2 separate regions of the Gossypium hirsutum genome follow, and region 2 is linked to region 1. The links are chromatin contacts, called in public Hi-C maps. All regions are on one chromosome and are shown on one strand. The core of a region is the stretch at or near the end of the contact, and the rest is flanking DNA. Distances in the headings are between cores, read along the strand shown.

The links. A called contact is a pair of places that touch in the nucleus more often than the background predicts.
Region 2: a Hi-C map of leaf shows a contact between it and region 1, with 1.7 times the contacts expected there. The contact joins the promoter of LOC107903551 here to the promoter of LOC121216898 in region 1. A contact is called at or near these places in 2 of 34 Hi-C or Micro-C datasets (hypocotyl and leaf).

Annotation. Positions count from the first base shown.
Region 1 is chrD05:60,587,671-60,594,191 of Gossypium_hirsutum_v2.1, reverse strand. It overlaps LOC121216898 (vicilin-like seed storage protein At2g18540), which reads right to left and starts at 2,786. Exons shown (of 8, transcript XM_041092398.1): 1 at 2,067-2,786; 2 at 1,407-1,452; 3 at 1,193-1,242; 4 at 1,025-1,066; 5 at 406-519. The coding sequence starts at 2,593. It also overlaps the pseudogene LOC107909502.
Region 2 is chrD05:61,058,321-61,064,841 of Gossypium_hirsutum_v2.1, reverse strand. LOC107903551 (protochlorophyllide reductase, chloroplastic) reads left to right here and starts at 2,721. Exons shown (of 5, transcript XM_016829632.2): 1 at 2,721-3,183; 2 at 3,277-3,375; 3 at 3,460-3,991; 4 at 4,074-4,432; 5 at 4,518-4,809. The coding sequence starts at 3,130. The coding sequence ends at 4,673. LOC107902916 (norbelladine synthase) reads right to left here and starts at 6,115. Exons shown (of 2, transcript XM_016829025.1): 1 at 5,781-6,115; 2 at 5,347-5,700. The coding sequence starts at 6,033. The coding sequence ends at 5,420.

The DNA of each region.
Region 1 (6,521 bases), core at 1,537-4,036:
CCAAACAATTCTTGTTTATGACAACCCCATCATCTTATTGCACATCTCAAATACACATGTTACATGACGGCATAAAGTGCGACATCATACTTACTTAGGATGATCAAGGGATGTGCAAATAAACAGCCATTAACTACTACGGATGCAAAATCTGTGTAACGAAATTGCATTTAAGAAACAACCTCCATTAGGAGTTCATCTAATGATGAATCTAAGAACAGTGATAACTGATGCAGTAAATGGCAGTTTTTAAGCAATTATACCAATCAATAGAGCTTAAGAGAAAAAAAAACACGGGTCAAATATAAGTTAAATTCAAAGAAAGCTATATTCAATAAAGCTGAAAAACAAGAATATCAACTACTTCAAATAAAATATGGCATAAAATGATGCATCAAAATGTACCGGCGCTGTTCTTCATCATTGAATACAGTACGCTCTCCTTGGAGAACCTTTTTAACACCCTTTTTGTTCTCTTTCTCCATTTGGCGCTTATAATAAGCATCAAGGTTATAGTATCTGCAATGACCAATAAAGAAGATATCATGTCCATGCCCACATGATAACCCAACATACATGCCAAGTTATTGTTATTTCATTTCTTGGAATGCAAGAAATCAGTGATAAAGAAAAGATGAACTAGACCAACAGGAACACAACCAAAAACCCATTAAATAAAACACCAATCTCTTAAATGATGAGTCAGTTCCTTTTTTTGTGGCTGGGACTATTATGTACCTAAGTAGACAAAGGAAGACATGCTTTCAAGATAAGTAACTCATAGTGTCCGACACAGGTATATGTCCAGAACTGGTCGAAGGGTTCTTAAAGAACCATGTCTAGATATGAGGTGAAACATAAACACTTCAAGAAAAATGAAGAGTCAAAGGCAACACAGATTTCAAAGGGAAAAACATGCATAAATCATACCAACATCCTTTTTTTTTTCTCCGATTAAGAATTTTATAACACACATTCTTGTTGAAACAAGAATCTCTAATTCTATATGATTACAAAGCCTTACTTTTTGGAAGGAAAGGTGGCTGTGTTGTGATCTTCCATAAAACTGCAAAAATAAACACAAAATTTTAGATTTGCAAAATTAATTTAAACAACAATACAGTTAATTTTGCACGCATTGTTCAAATAAGACCATGAGAAGAGAAGAGAATCAAAACAAAAATTCACATACTCTTTAAACAACTGCTTCTCTTCCCAGTTGGGCAAGCTTTCCAAGTTTATCTGTGAAGAGAGAGAAAAAAAATATAGTTACAAACAAACTCCAAATCATTGATTCAACAAGAGCTGATCAATAAAGAACTTTCATATTTCTCTCACGACAAATTGAACATAAAACCATACATTCACCGTTAATAAATAACCTGAGAAATAGCTCATTTAAATACCTGTTTCACTTCAGCTAACCATGCTGTGAATTCAGGTCGCTTATTCCTACACATTACAGAAACAGTAATAAGAGGCTCCAATTTTCAATCTCAATAATAATGCAAGATAGGAGTTAGCATTTTTCTAACTTAAAAGGGTAAAAGTATCATGAAGGCCCTATACTAGGAATCAGATTGAGTTTTATCCCTTTATTCAAAAAGTAGCAAATTAGTTCCTGTATATTAGATTAAAGAGCAAATTGATTCTTTCTATTACAAATTTCATCATTCTTACTATTAAAAACTGGCATGACTAACATAACCAAACAGTTATTCATGGCATGCCAGGCGTAACCCATTCTGAGAGAGGAGCAGTTTTTAAGGATGAAATTTTAACAGTTGAAATATAACATTCTAAGAACATTTCCAACTTAAAATTAAGCTGCAAATTTCCACATATATAAATTAGTTTCAATTCCAACAATTTCCAAGAAGCAAAAAAACTAAAATAAATAAGAATTTCAATCTCAACCATAATAAAACCTTGGAACCAGCATTTTTGGCAACTGAAATATGAAATTTTACAAGAAGCATACCCAGAATTCCCATTTTCATATACGTAAAACTTGTTCCATTTCCAACAATTTCTCAAAGAAAAATAGAGAAGTAAATGAAACTTACCACATATCAGTTTCTCTGATAATTCCATATTTCCCCCACGAATTTGTAACAGCACCTTTCTTCCCTTTCTCTAACTTATCCTTCTTTTTCTTTGCTTTCCTTTCTTTCTCTTTTCTCTTCTTTCTTTTCCTCTCCTCGTCTCTCTCTTTTTCTTTCTTTCTCCTTTTCTTTTCCTTCTCTTTCTTCCTCCTTTTCCTTTCCCTTTCTTCTCTCTCCCTTCTCTTCCTCTTCCTCCTCCTCCTCTCCTCCTCCGAATCCGAATACCCTGATTCCGTTTCCGAATACTCCGACTGGGATTCCGATTCGGATTCTGAGTCCGAATACGAATACTCTTCACTGATACCGCTGCTGCTGTCGTGTCTTCTTCGTGGTTTGCTCGGTCGTTTCCCTTTGTCGCTTTTGCTGTGGCTTCTGGGCTTTGTATCTTCGGATTCTGAGTCGGATTTGTGTTTGGGTTTGGGTTTAGATGGTGTTCCCGTTTCTTCGTCGGAGTTCTCTGAGAGAGAACCGTTTCGATATTTACCCATATTCTCTGGTTCTTCGAGGTTTTGAGATTGAAAGGAGGACGAAAGCGAGGGATTTAACAATAATTTGTAGGTTGGGGTGGAGGCCCCTAAAAGAGAAGCGTGTTTGGTTGCAAAGAAAATGATTACGGAACTCGGAAAATGGAAATGAAAACTGGGTCGGGCTAACCTGCTTTTACATCCTCTAAGTGGGCTTTCATTAGCATCACTTGACTTAGATCCCATGATTTATGTTTTTTTTGTCTAACTAGTTATTTTAAGAAATCATATTTGGTTGTTATTAATTGTGAGTATTCGATCGAGTCGAAATATTTTAAGTTAGTGGAGTTGATAAATCCTATTTTAACAATCGAACTTAATTTGAAATTTTTCAAATCGATTAAAAAAATTTCGAGTCAAGTTAACAAATTATATTATTTATACTCAATGTTTTGTTTACATGGACTGATTATTTAACAAGTAAACGAAATATAAGATTATTTAACTACATAAATAATATAATAATTTTGCATTTTAACTTCATGGGTAAACATTTATCAAAACAATGCTTCGCTGTATTGGAATAGAGGCGTAATGGATTAGAGGCGTAATGAAATAGAGGCGTAATAACAAATCAATTGTTTGGTTGAATGTAATAGAATAGAGGCGTAATAGTAATATTGTGTTTGGTTGAATGGAATAGAGGTATAATAGCATAATGGAAAAAACTAAAATGACTAAAATACCCTTACCATAAATTTGTTTTGGTAAATGATTATTGTTATTGTTATTTAAATTTTAATAAGATTATTAATATCAATAATAAATGATTTAATCATATTTAAACATAATTATTATTAAATATATTATAATTAAAATATATAATTTAATAAAATTCTTAATAATCAATATTCTTATATGAATTTACTCAAATCATAATATATGATACTATAAAATATAAATTAACATAATTATTATTAAATATATTATAATTAAAATATATAATTTAATAAAATTCTTAATAATTAATATTCTTATATGAATTTACTCAAATCATAATATATGATACTATAAAAGATAATTTGAAATAATTAATATTAAATATATTTTAATTAAAATATATGATTTAATAAAATTTAAAATAATTATAATTAATAAATTATCTTATATGAATTTGTATAATTTAAAATAATTATTATTACATATAATTTAATAATAATATATAATTTCATAAAATTCTTGATAATAAATTTTCTTATATGAATTTATACAATTTAAAATAATTAATATTAAAAAGAACTAAAAAGCACGTCCCGATGAATTTGGATAAATGATTGTCTAGATGCACTTGAATCAATAAATTCATTCTTGATGTAAAAATCTTTTTTATATTAATTTATATAATTTAAAATTTCAAAATACTAATAATATAAATAACCACTTATTAAAAAATACATATAGAATGGATCTAGATAAATAGGTGTCCAAATTCAATTGTATCTAGATAATATTCAAATAATAAACATAAAACAGAATGGAATGAAGAGGGCAGACAGTAAAAATTTTGCCATGAAAGTATGACTGGGGATGCCTGCTAAATAGAATGCATGTCTTACAAGATCCACCTTGTTTCTCAAATGATTGGATAAATTTTTCTCACACAATTATTTTCTTATCATTCAGCCTAATCTTTCCAACCCAGATCACCGCACAAGAGAAAAAGGGGTTAAAACAACAGAAACGGTTCAGAAATTCTAGTCGAGACCAAAAGCTTGGCCATTAAATTCACAAAGATGTCAATAGCCCCAGTAGTCATTCCGGATCTCATCATCGAATTTCTTTTTAAGCTCTGGATGTTTCTCAAAGTACTTGTCTGCGGTCATGGTGCTGATCTTTTGCTGCTCATAAAAAAAGATAAAAAATTCAGCAATTGTGATTTGGAACACAACAACACACATTTCAGCATTGTTTTATTTATTACCTTAAGTTCTTGAACCTCGGCAATTTCTTTCTCCAATCGCTCAGACTCTTTCAAGGATTTCTCCTCTGCCTCTTTCAATTCTACAAGCTATAACCACAAATAAATAGCACATCATTCGAGGAAAAAACTTGGAGACAGGGTAAAAGAGAGTCAATTATCCTGTTGATTCTCACCAATGCATCAAATTTTGGTTTGTATTGAGGAGTGACAGTGTCAACAAACTTGGGGATCTCTACACATGCAATGGAAGAGTATATAACATTTGTAACGGTGAATCCCTCAAAACTCCATCAAAACCTTATAACAAGCATGATAAATATGATTACTTCGACTGCTAGAAATTGCAGACAAGTGAGAATTGAGTAGCTAGATGTCTATATTTTCTTCATTCTACTTTGAACATAAGTATAGGAGTATCTCAAGTTTTGGTGTCCAGAAGAATCTGATCACATAATAGCATTATTGAAATGAAACATCTACGGCATTAATCTGAAATTGTTAAATGCTAATAACATTCAACAAGTGACTTGCACACAAATAAGAATTGTATTTGCAAACAAAATAGCAGCCAATTTAAACAATGTCCTCATTGGCAATTGATTTCCATTTAACTTTCAGTGAAGTATGGGGCATGGAACTGATCTAGGAAAGATCAAGGAGATCTGGAGCTGGAAAATGATTGATAACTGTGTTACACAAACTCGAGTGCAAGTGTCAGATCAGGCTAAATGTCCAAACTGGGTATGTTCAACTTTTTTCCAAGAATTTGTAGGGTCCTTGAAGGGTCATATCCCCATCTCTATGGTCCAGATATAGGTCAGGCATTGATATTTCTGTAAAAAACAGTCAGAGAAATATAAAGCAATAGCAATAAAATCCATACTTTACTAATACCCTTTCCAAAACCCCAAAAACTGAGAGTGAAGAAAGGAAAGAGCTAGCTACTTAAGGTGACCATATCAGCATCCAACTAAGTAATAGTTCCCTTGTACCATAGAGATGATCTTCAAAGTAACAAATTCAAGAAGTGGCACCGCATGAGGAACACAAACATGTGGAAGCCAAACAATTTATGATTTTATAGACCTGCAACTGATCTAAGCATAACCATATATAGGATGACTGGAAATTTGGATAGAGAGTAGGCCAAATAAGATAACTATCAAATTAACTTACTCTCATATGCCTCTTTGTACATATCTACCAGGCGTGAGCCAATTCATTTTCTATAGTACTCCCAGTCAATGGGTTCAGGTTCCTGCTTAAGAAATCGAATTATTAACAAGATAGGACTGAAACCTTGAACAAAACTAAAATTTCCTTAAAAATGAAAAAAGAAAGGTTCCAAAATCAAATCTTGAACAAAAAAATTCAACCTTATTGAAAATTTATTTCAATATAAAATATTAAAATCATCATTAAAAAACTAAAACCCTAAGATCTAATCAACGGATTAACCCAACAAATCTATGAAAAAAATCAATAAAAATGCTAAAAAGGAGCTAGGGATTAGAGAGAATATAAGAAAAAGACCTGGCTGAATTTGGTTTGTAAAGTAGAGTTAACTTCATCAAAAGTGCGACGAAGAGTAGCGAACTCTTTGCGAGCCTCATCGGAGACCAAAAGCTTAGCCATCCCTTCCCAATCAATGTTCTTTGATGCTTTGAACGCGACATCGACGACTTTCTTCCCCGGTCCGCTCATTTTTCTCGCACTTTCTCGCTTCCCAAACGCGAGACGGTGGAGATTTGGTTCGAAAAAAACTGCTGCTGATGTTGGGAGGGAGAGGGTGGGGTGGAGCAGCAGATTTTGGCTGTGGAGGGTAAAATAGAAACGATTAGCTAATCCTTACTTTTGAAACGGAATGGCTAATCGTTGTTGAAGCAGAGAAAATGAGGAATACATCCGTGTTGTAATAGGCCTGTAATAGGCAATACATCAAACCAAACACGGGATTAAGTGGCGTTTAGT
Region 2 (6,521 bases), core at 1,472-3,971, 470 kb before region 1:
CAAAGGATCAATTGCTTATTTCCTTTGTGAAATAAATATCCCATCAACACCTTGTTTCAGTTCAAGACCAAGGAAACAATGCAATAGACTTGAGTTAAACATTTCAAACTTCTTCATTATGCAATCTTTAAATTTAGCAACAAAAATTCGTTTGAACCTATATAAATCATATCATCAACATAAAAACATACCACCAAAAAATCTTCACCTTCACTCTTTATATAAAGAGTAGGCTCATAATTACTTCTTTCAAAACCATTTTCCTGAAAATAAGAATCAATTTTAAAGTACCATACTCTAGGTACTTGCTTCAATTCATAAAGCACCTTTTTTGACCTGTATATTTTATCTTCTTTGCCATTAACAACAAAGCCTTCAAATTGAGCAATACAAACTTCCTCTTCCAAGTCACATTTAAAAAGGAAGATTTAACATCAAATTGATACACTAGCCAATTTAATTTAGCAGCCAAGGCTAAAAATGTTCTCACCGTGTCAAAACAAGCAATAAAAGAGAATGTTTCATCGAAGTCAATGCCTTAATGTTAGGAATAACCTTTTACTACCAGTCTTGCCTTACGTTTTTTGATGTTTCCATTTGCATGGTACTTTTTTAAAAACCCACTTAAGCCCAATAACATTCTTTCCTTCCAACAAGTTTACCAAATCAAAAGTCTAACCACTTGAAAGCATTTGGAATTCTCCAAACCCCAAAATTATTCTCTTCCAAATAAGAAGATATAAGACCTTACATTAGCCATCAAAATTTTACAATGAATCTCAATGTTAATACTCAATTATACCCATCTAATGTATAAAAAAACTTATAAATATATAATGATTTTAATGATTTTAAGTGATGAAGGACCACTTGTAATATGAATTGTTAATCTGTCAACCTTTTGTTATTTTCTTAAGGGTAAATTATACAAATGACCATCCAATTATGTCCGTATTCTTATTTTGGTCACTCAACTTTAAAAGTGTTCAATTTAGGTACTAAGGTTTGAATTCGTTCTTGTTTTGGTTAACCGTTGATAAATTGATAATGAAAAACCTTTTTCTAAATGGTATAATAACATATTTAGTTATCACTACTTATATATTCTATTAATTTGATCCTAATTCTAAATAATTCAATAAATAGAACCCTTTACCTTTATAAATTATATCAATTTAATCCTCTAACTTTCTAACCTAAGCTTTTAGCTTCAAAAGCAGAGGCATTCCACATTCCACATTCCGAAGGCTTGCCCGAAAAGTGGGAGGGTTTGGGTAAAAATATAAGCTCGAAAAATAGATTTGGGCAAAAAAAATTTGGCCTGTTTAGAAAACGGGTTGGGCCTTGAGTAAGACCTTTTTGGCTTGGGCCGACCCAGCCTGAATATGCAAAAAAAAACTGTTGTTCTTTTTACTGTTTTCTTGCTATTTTTTTATTATTTTGTTTCTATTTTCATTTTTTTTCACTATTTTGCTACCATTTCACTTTTATTTTGCTACTATTATGTTGTTATTGTTTGGATATTATATAACTCTTGTTTTATTGTTAATTTTGTTACTATTTTAGATGCATTTACTTGTTAAGTTGCACCTATCTTTGTGTTATTTAAGTATACATATTTTTTAAAATTTATTTCCAATTTGTTGGGAAACATTTATTTTAATATTTTTAATATTAAATTCATAGATGTGGAATGCTTTTGTTTTAAAAGTTGAAAGGTTTGGTTAGGAAGTTTTAGGATCAAATTGATAGATTTATAAATGTGAATGGTTGAATTTATTGAATTGTTTAGAATTAGGATCAAATTTATAAAGTAAGTAAGTATTGAGGATTAAATGTGTTGTTATACCAGTTAGAAAAAGATTTTCTATTATCGATTTAACGGTAGATGACCAAAACAGGAATTCGGGCATAGTTGAGTCACCATTTATATAGCTTACTTTTTTTTTAATATACTAGGGATGGAGTTTTTACATTTTATAAGGAAAGTTAAGAAAATATTATATTTCTTATTTATTTAGTTTATTTTAAATTTTTAACCAATTAAAGACATTTAGTGGTTTCTTAAATTTACTTGTAAATTAAAAAAAGATCATCCTAACTAAAATATGCAAGAAAAATATAAATCAACGAATAGCTACTTCTTCGACAAAATTTCAGCTACATGGACAGAGGAAAGAATTGTGTACAGTGAACATATAGGTTAAAGTAAAAAATTTTTTAGGGGACCGAAATTAAATTATATATTTTGATGTTAGTAAAAATATAATTTCACTATTTTAATATCTATATTTTTATAATTTTAAAGGATTAAATAAAATTTTTATTATTTTAAGAGTCAAAGTATAATTTTACTTTCACTGATTTAAATTTTTATAAATTTTAAAGTATTTTTTTATATTTTAGGGTGACTGAAGTCTTTGCTAACCCCTTGACTGGCAATGCTCTTCTTAGATGGAGAGAATGCGAAGTAGTTTGAAATCTAAAATCTAAAAGTCTCTTTTCATCTTTAGTAGGTAAAATCAATGATTTAAAATATATAAAAATAATCCATAAATTGATATAAATTTTCTCGGTCGATAAATAATTTAAAATAAATAAAAAATTAATTAATTCGTGAATTGATATAGATGAATTGAATCAAATTATATATATTTGAATTTTTTAATAAAATTTTAATAAATTATGGATTTGTACTAGGTGGACCGAATTGCCACTCTCAGTCCAGAAACATCGGCTCCCCCCTCCAATTCCAAACACCTCTCTAATCCATTCCACTGTACCTCACCAGAGACCACTCCCTATCCCTTTCAATCTTCCGATAAACCAGCCCATAACTACAGGGAGTGGAACATCCTTGGTGGGTGGGGACAACTCCAAAATATCCCCATACTTAGGGACTAAAACATTATTAAAATATTTCAGAAAATCCCAAACTCAATGCTCATTGGCTACATTGAATTGATGTGGCAGATAAGTTTACCCTCCTTAATTATCTTATCTTTTCATACCTGTCACTATTTAATATCTTTGCTCGTTTCTCACAATGAACAAACACTCACTTCTTTCTACTACTGAGCTCACCCTTCACTTTGGTCCACTACACAGCCATTTCAAAGTGGTACATACATGGCTCTACAAGCTGCTGCTTTGGTTCCATCTACTTTCTCTGTACCAAAAGAGGTTTGTTTTCAGCTTTGTACTGAAGAACTGGTTCTTGTTTTTTTTTTCTGATTCAGTTTGGGGTTTTTGACATTTTGGGGTTCTAATTTGTAGGGAAAGTCTGGTGCTTCTTTCAAGGATTCATCTCTCTTTGGAGTGTCACTTTCTGATCACATCAAAGCTGACTTCACCTCTTCTGCTTCAAGATGCAAGGTTGGGATTCTGAGTTCTTTAAATAGGACAACTATGGTGTTTATGCTGTTTTTGTGCCTGTAATTGAGCTTTTTTCCTTTGTAGAGGGAATTCAACCATAGAATTGGGGCTGTCAGAGCCCAAACAACAGCCACTGCAACACCAGCAATCACCAGATCTACAGTGGATGGAAAGAAAACACTAAGAAAGGGTAGTGTGATCATCACCGGTGCCTCCTCTGGATTGGGTTTAGCCACTGCGAAGGCCTTGGCTGAAACTGGGAAATGGCATGTTATAATGGCTTGCAGGGACTTTCTCAAGGCTGAGAGAGCTGCTAAGTCTGCTGGAATGTCAAAAGAAAACTACACCATTATGCATTTAGACCTTGCCTCCCTCGACAGTGTCCGACAATTCGTCGATAGCTACAAGCGATCAGGCCGACCTCTTGATGTACTTGTTTGCAATGCTGCTGTTTATCAACCAACTGCCAAGGAACCCACTTTCACTGCTGAAGGATTTGAACTTAGTGTGGGGACTAATCACCTCGGTCACTTCCTTCTTTCGCGGTTATTGCTCGATGATTTGAAGCAATCCGATTATCCATCGAAACGCCTCATCATCGTCGGTTCCATAACAGGTAATTTGCTATACCAATGTCATTCAAAATGAGCATTTTTGTATGAATTGTGGTATTGGTGTACTAACATGGAATGAATCAGGAAACACAAATACATTGGCCGGTAATGTACCTCCGAAGGCAAACCTTGGGGATCTAAGAGGACTTGCAGGTGGACTAAATGGACTGAACAGCTCTGCCATGATTGATGGTGGAGATTTTGATGGTGCCAAAGCATACAAGGACAGCAAAGTCTGCAATATGCTCACTATGCAAGAATTCCATAGGCGTTTCCATGAGGAAACCGGCATTACATTCGCTTCATTGTACCCTGGTTGCATAGCTACCACCGGCTTGTTCAGGGAGCACATTCCTTTGTTCAGGCTCCTCTTCCCTCCATTCCAGAAGTACATCACCAAGGGGTTCGTCTCCGAAGAGGAAGCCGGAAAAAGACTCGCTCAGGTATAAACAAAAACTAAGATAGCGAATGCGAATGCTCGGTTATGATCTTTTGTGCATTAACACAATTTCATTGCTTCTAATGTAGGTCGTGAGCGATCCTAGCTTGACGAAATCTGGTGTTTACTGGAGCTGGAACAAGGATTCGGCTTCATTCGAGAACCAGTTATCTCAAGAAGCTAGTGATCAAGATAAAGCACGCAAAATATGGGAGCTTAGTGAGAAACTCGTTGGCTTGGCCTAAATTTAGAGCCTTGAATGCTTTGCGGCAGAACTTTGATAATGGCTTAAGGGTCTTATCTGATCCCATTGATGAGTGTAGATGACTTTGTGAGTTGCAGTTTGTCAATAAAAAATTTACTCACCCCAATTTGCAAGAATCTCAAGTTTCTCTTCCATTATCAAATATGAAAATGAGAAAACATAACCAAAATATCGATTAATTTATGATGTTATAGGGCTAGAAATATGTTAAAAGTACAACATCAGCCTAACATTAAATTTAACCCTTCTTACATCTGTTGTCAATTTCGCCTTTATTATTATTTAGCTAGTTTTGTCCTTTTAACTTTTTAAAATTAATTAAATTTGACCATCGACCTTTTGAAAAGAGTCGAAATGATGTTTTCTAATAAAAATATTGACTAAAATGTTAATTTTAAATATTGACTAAAATGTTAAATTTTTAAACACAACAACTCGTATGACAATCCACCTATATGAATTTCAAGTTTTGACTTTTAATTTATTTGACAAATAGTAATATGTCAGTATAAAATGCATATAAATAGTCACGTATGTTGTCATGTCAATTTAATTAATAAATTAATATTTTTACTAAAGAAAAACTATTTTACATTTTTAAAATAATTAATGACCAAAATTAATTAAAAAAGAATAATAGTTAAATTAACAGAAAATGTAAATGTCAATTGCTAAATTTATTATTACAAAATTCAACCCAAAAACACCAATTTAATGAAGGGCATTTTAAGCCCAATTTGCTCTCTCAAGATAATACTTTGCAACTTGTGCAACAGCTGCTAAGCATTGAATATTAGGCTTTGGATCCTTAGCTTGAAATTCTTTCTTGACAGCATATGAAATATCAGATTTTATGATGCTTTTGCTCGGGGATTTTTCTATTATATCGAACCGAACCAGTTGAATCGAGCAACCAATCTCAAGGCATCCACCTTCTAAAGTTTGTGCCACTTTCACCCTCTTTTGGTCATCAATCACATTGAATATCTCAGTATAACTTGAATTCCCTGATTCATATTGAAACAATCCATCATCAAGTTCATTAAAATGCATGGATTTTGATAAAAGAAAAACCTGGTTTAAGTACCTGGAACAAAAGTGAGTTTAAGAACAGTTCCAACCCCACCATCACCTTTCAAAACTTGAATCCGTTGAATAACATGTTTAAGCTGTTGAGCAGCGAGTTTTGAGATCCCAAGGTGCCTATAAAGTTCCCAAGTCAGATTTGCAGGCACGTTCACTTCAACCTCATTGGTAAGATGCTTTAATTCCTCACAATTAACTCTAATGTAGCAACCGATGAGAAGAACAAAGAAAACAAAAGAAATTTGCTTCAACATTTTTCTTTTTTGTTTTTAAACCTTTGGAATGATTCTATGATTTCTGTATTTCTACAATTTGCAGTGTTTAAATATAGAGATATGAAATGAGTTATGTATATTCTAATAAATGATCGAGATAACGTTAAAATTCATAAATGCTAGATTAGTTTGCAATTTATTGCTACATTTTCCATTTAAATACATGAAAATTTTGAGGAGGGGATTAATGAGCAAATTTGTTGAAATATTTTATTGTAATTGATATTTATCATTTATTAGATAATCTGAGGCGATATAAGCTATACAGATTAATTTTGCAAAGTGTCGTATTCCACATTAGTTAGAAAAATTTAATATTTAATGACTAAAGTTGCACATTGACCTGTTCATTTATTTAGAACAAAGAAGATAACAAAGACTTAAGGGACTTAAGGAGAAAATTAACTATAAAGACTTTATTACATGTCATATTAAAAATAGTGTCCAGAAATTTATAATTTTTTTAA